Regions from separate parts of the Sus scrofa genome. Here region 1 is linked to region 2. A link is a contact called in public Hi-C data. All regions are on one chromosome and are shown on one strand. The core of a region is the stretch at or near the end of the contact, and the rest is flanking DNA. Distances in the headings are between cores, read along the strand shown. Region 1 overlaps MGAM (maltase-glucoamylase, intestinal). Region 2 overlaps MGAM2 (putative maltase-glucoamylase-like protein FLJ16351).

What was found. A called contact is a pair of places that touch in the nucleus more often than the background predicts.
Region 1: a contact with region 2 is called in a Hi-C map of liver, with 1.9 times the contacts expected there. The contact joins two enhancer-like sites. A contact is called at or near these places in 2 of 5 promoter capture datasets (fetal skeletal muscle and liver) and 15 of 47 Hi-C or Micro-C datasets (embryonic fibroblasts, fetal heart ventricle, fetal liver and 6 more).

What each region holds. Positions count from the first base shown.
Region 1 is chr18:7,901,345-7,904,044 of Sscrofa11.1, forward strand. It overlaps MGAM (maltase-glucoamylase, intestinal), which reads right to left. Exons shown (of 48, transcript XM_021079097.1): 32 at 1,291-1,419; 33 at 824-934; 34 at 441-503. Among named protein-coding and RNA genes, the nearest start is that of MGAM2, 39 kb to the left of the region's middle. Within about 2 kb of position 1,352, at least 2 of the 83 cell types and tissues checked have an H3K27ac peak or open chromatin away from gene starts, as enhancers often do. A contact at or near this core is called in liver, where this site is marked.
Region 2 is chr18:7,795,085-7,797,784 of Sscrofa11.1, forward strand. MGAM2 (putative maltase-glucoamylase-like protein FLJ16351) reads right to left here. Exons shown (of 49, transcript XM_021079095.1): 33 at 2,432-2,539. Among named protein-coding and RNA genes, the nearest start is that of MGAM2, 67 kb to the right of the region's middle. Within about 2 kb of position 1,402, at least 1 of the 83 cell types and tissues checked has an H3K27ac peak or open chromatin away from gene starts, as enhancers often do. A contact at or near this core is called in liver, where this site is marked.

The sequences.
Region 1 (2,700 bases), core at 102-2,601, 110 kb after region 2:
GGGGTGGGAGTCTGTTTAAAAGGAAAACTCAAGGCAACAACAACCACAAAAGCAACAATAATAAAAACAACAGTAAATACACCAATTTAGGCAAAAGATAGGGTTTCTTAGAGGTGCCATTCTAAGAAATTTCATGGATGTTGGGAATCTGACAGCCTTGGATTTGAAATCACCACTCTGTCAGCTAAGACCATGCACACAAGTACCTTAAACTTTCTGAGTCTTAGTTATGCAAAGATTATAATACCCATCTGTCAAATGGGGTAAAATATTACACATAAGGTGATTGGCACACAGGCAGACATATAGGCCATGTGCCCTATGTGAATTCCCTCACGTTGCCCATGCCCATGGCACAGGGATGGATGGCCAGTATCCTGAGTACGGCTGTGCCTTCCTGGCAGCCTAACTTCACCCAACATCCACAAAGGGCCTTTTACCTCCACTTGACTGTCCCAGTCAAGAGATGAGTTCACAAAGATATCAGGAAAATCAGGCCAGACCTGTGGAGAGAAAAACATTCAAAAGCAATGTGCTAAGTGCTTTTTCTCACAGTATTTCCCAAAACACTATAAACCACACCCAAAGGGTGACAATACTTTGATTTTCCTGTAGGACTGATCTAGAGAAAAGTGGATCCCACAATACACTTTCACACCTTAAAAATTCCTTGATGGTGTTGACAAACACTGACTGAAAAAAATGAACACTTCTGACCTCAGAGTCCAAATGGAAAAGGCAAAAGAAAAAAAAAACAGTGCAAAAACACTACAGCTCCCACCCCCAGGCTGGGGGTTTTAGGGCATCCCTGCTAAGAGCCTACCTTTCCCCAGACAATGCTCCCATCATTTGGATATTTGATGAAGACATCATCTTCCACACCCCGCGTGAACGGCGGGTAGGGTTTTGTCTCGTTACCAGAAATGGCTGGGTCCTGAAATCAAAGCACAGGTCAGGTGAGAAAACCAAAGCCAGAGAATGACCCGGAACAGAGAGAGAGAGAGACAGAGAGAGAGACAGAGACAGAGAGAGACAGAGAGAGAGAGACAGAGAGAGAGAGAGAGAGAGACAGAGAGACAGAGAGAGACAGAGAGAGAGAGCATTCCTCAAAAGGGAAGGTGCCAGCTTCCACCTGAGCTGTAGAGCTTCTGTGAATCTGGGAAAATACACCTTTCTTACTGAATCTCAGTTTCTCTGCTCATGGTGTGGAAGGAAACACAGTACAAAGCTTTCTCCACCAAACCCCATCCATTCCTCCAGGCGGACTCCTTTCAGGCACACAGGACTAACCAGAATGAGGATGACCCGCATGCCGTTGGCCTTCATGCGGTTAATCAGAGCTGGAAATCCATCAAACTTGGGGCTGAGGGTGAAGTCCAGCTGCCGCTCCATGTAGTCGATGTCCGAGTACTGCACGTCCTGGAGGAGGACAAAGGAAACTTGCAAAGTCCAGGTTCCAGATAAGAACAATGATCCTCTAACCAATGGTGAATTTCAGTGGCATCTTTTTGATTCTTTCAAATCCCACTTCGGTTATTCATTAGGTATTAGGTTCTGGAAAATTCACCTGATTTTCAAATTTTCAGTTGTGAAATACAAAAATAAAACTAAATTAGCAAAAAAAATAGGATGATAATGCCAACCTGGCAGGGCTACAGGCATGAATGAAAACAGCAGGTGAGAAAGTGCTTTGCAAAGGGCCAGTATAAGGGTTGATTGTGTCACCTCCCCCAAGAGGCTGCCGCTGGCATCAGTGGTTCAGAATCAGAGAAAATAACATAAACTATCCAGTACTAATACAGCATGGATAGTAAATCCACTAAAAACAAAACAAAAGCACATGTAATTGCTTTAGAAACCAATCCTAGAAGTTGTCAGACACAGCTGTCTTATTAAGAATAAAATATTACATGTTATTGAAATTAAAGCTTCATGAAGAAGCTAAAATAGAGCTAAGGAAAAGAAAACAATTCTGCATTGATGTTTGCACAGTGGGGTCTCATTCTACAGCTGACTGGCATGCGTGTTTTGTAGTGCAGGTTATGTATTTCCTAACTGTGAGACTCATAAAAATATAGACTCTCAGGTGTACAGAAGCATCATTTTCTCAAAACATTCATTGTCGTTAGCAATCCTAACATAATTTATATATTTTCCCTTATACCATTAAAACATGAACATCAAAAAAAGAATAAAATATTTCATGCATACTTTCCATTAATAAGAACAATTTTACACAATAGAAAAGCAAGAGAATAAAACTGGATCTGTAAATGGTTTATGGAACCACTTCTCTACTGAGTGGACCTCCTTGTCTTCAGCTGAAGGCAGAGTTTGTTTCCCTATGTTTTTCCTCTGGAAAGCAGTCAAGATCCCTACATACAACCAGGAATTAGCACAAAGCTGTGGGAACACTGGGCTTCAACATTGGAAAAGTATTGGAATTGAGGTTATATCTATATTCACGATGGTCTGACTGAATTTGGGTCAATTTCTTTTAAGTTAAACTACTGGTTGAGCAACCTTTTATTTCTATGGTACCAAGGATGTTTTTGACCAGAGGTTGTGAAGTCACGTGAAGGGAACGGAAGCATGGTGTAGCAGAAGAGCCCTACAACTGGCCCAATGTCCCCCTCCTTTGGCAAATCACTGTGACTCTTCAGGTTGGGGACAATGACTCCCCCCAACCTCCGTATTACT
Region 2 (2,700 bases), core at 152-2,651:
ACCCACTGAGGGAGGCCAGGGATTGAACCTGCATCGTCATGGATACTAGTCGGGTTCGTTAACTGCTGAGCCACAAGGGGAACTCCTAAAATTTTATTTTTGAATGTCATGATTGACTAAACCCATTTGAAACACACCCTCTGAATAATCACCTTGCAAATGATTATTCAGTTCTCACTGCTATCTGTCATAGACTTATAACCAGATTCCTCTTACGAAAAATAAATGTTAAGTCTGAATTTAAAGGAATAAGATTGATTTCCATTCACAAGCTGTAAACTTAGTCTCAGTGCTTTTAAGCAGTACCATGAGTTTCTAGGGACCCCAAGTACAAGCATCATTAAAAATGCCATAGGAGTTCCCATTGTGGGGCAGCGGACACAAATCCAACTAGGAACTATTAAGTTGTGGGTTCGATCCCTGGCCTTGCTCAGTGGGTTAAGGATCCTGTGTTGCCATGAGCTGTGGTGTAGGTCGCAGACGAGGCTCAGATCTGGCATTACTGTGGCTCTGATGTAGGCCAGTGTCTACAGCTCTGATTCGACCCCTAGCCTGGGAACCTCCATGTGCTGTGGGTGTGGCCCTAAAAAGGACAAAAGAAAGAGAAAAAAAAATGCCATAGTATCAACCAATTTCATCTATAATTAGAAGGATATTAACTATATACATTGATTAAATGAGCATTTACTATATGCTAGGCACTCTTCTATGGTCTGTATCTAATGAGATTTAAGTAGGAAATAGTCCTTATTTTCTAATTCACGTATGGAACATAACGAGCTAAGTTGTGTGCAATACTCTTTGAGGGCAATGATACAGAAAAGGGAGAAAAAAGCTAGTCTTTGCTTTCTAAGGGGGACTATTTTTTTAAATTTTTTTTTTAATCTTTTTTGTTAAGGCCGCACCCGCAGCATATGGAAGTTCCCAAGCTAGGAGCTGAATCAGAGCTATGGTCGCTGGCCTATGCCACAGCCACAGCAACACCAGATCCAAGCTGCATCTGTGACCTACACCACAGTTCATGGCAATGCTGGATCCTTAACCCACCGAGCGAGGCCAGAGATTGAACCTGCGTCCTCATGGATGCCAGTCAGATTCTTTAACTGCTGAGCCATGATGGGAACTCCTAAGGGGGACTATTGGAGTTGGTCTTGAAGGGCAGATATTACTGGGGTAAGCTGGGGAGGAAGCATTCAAAGGCACAGTGAGCACCACAGGTGCCCAGGGCAAGGGGAAGTGACACAGGATTATTACGGAGCAGTTCAATTCTGGCTAAGAGCTACTGTCACCTGGAGTCAGGAAGTTCACTTAAAATCTTGTTGCTATGAATCAAACCATGAGGATAAGGATTGAGGCCACACAAGGGAATTAAAGGAGATAAGAGGAAAATAATCAATGACATGTAGTGATTTAGTTAGATGTTGATTAAGCTTCCTGGGTCAAAGATGAGAGTGAGTGACTGGGAGACAGACTGCCGAGCCATTCCCGAAAGGAGTCTTCATGTTTGTTAAATGACCAGCTGGGAAACATGAGGGTGGGGTGTTGGCAAACTTCCAGACGATAAACAGAGCTTACTGATATCTTAGAGGATTAGACCTGAAACCTTGGTCTTATTCATATTTATCAAGCTAAAAAGCAACAGATTTCTACTTATTCATAACTTACATATACGTGTGTGTGTATGTGTGTATATATATATGTGTGTGCGTGTACATATATATATATTTATTTTATATACATATATTTTTGGCTGCACCTGTGGAATATGGAAGTTCCCAGGCCTGCGATCAAATCCAAGCTGCGACCTAGGCCACAGCAGCAGCAATGCTGGATAGCTAACCCACCGCGCAGGGCCAGGGATCGAATTGGTGACTCCACAGAGATAAGCAGGATCAATAACCCACTGCGTCATGGCAGGAACTCCAAATTACTCCCTATATTTTACCAAGATTTACTAAAAGCCTCTTTTATCTTACATGTATGTGTGTATGTATCTATTTATTTTGGCTACAACCATGACATGCGGAAGCTCTTGGGCCAGGGATCGAACATGAGCCGCAGCCGGGACGATACTGAATCTTAAACCACTAGGCAACCAGAGAACTCCCAAGAACCTCTTTTATTTTTGTCTTTTCTATGGCCACACTCACAGCATATGGAGGTTCCCAGGCTAGGGGTCTCATCGGAGCTGTAGACGCCGGTCTACGCCAGAGCCACAGCAACGCCAGATCCGAGCCGCGTCTGCAACCTGCACCAGAGCTCACAGCAACGCCGGATCCTTAACCCACTGAGCAAGGGCAGGAATCGGAACCCACAGCCTCAGGGTTCCTAGTCGGATTTGTTAACCACTGTGCCATGATGGGAACTCCCCAAGAGCCTCTTTTAATCAAGACATTGTGATGCTGATTAATTACAGGCCCCTAAGCCTTACCTTTCCCCAGACAATATCACTGTTGTCTGGCCATTTGATGAATACGTTGTTTTCCTGCCCTCTGGTGAATGTGAGATACTGGGTCTCATTGCCAGAAATGGCTGGATCCTGCAATGAAAGGGTTTAGAACAGCAAGCATGAGAAAAACATCCCCACAAAAAGTCCCCTAAAATTTTTAACAATTCACAGTGCAGAAAAAATGGTGAAGCTCAGTATCACACACACACACACACACACACCCATGGACAAATGAGAGATCAATTAATATA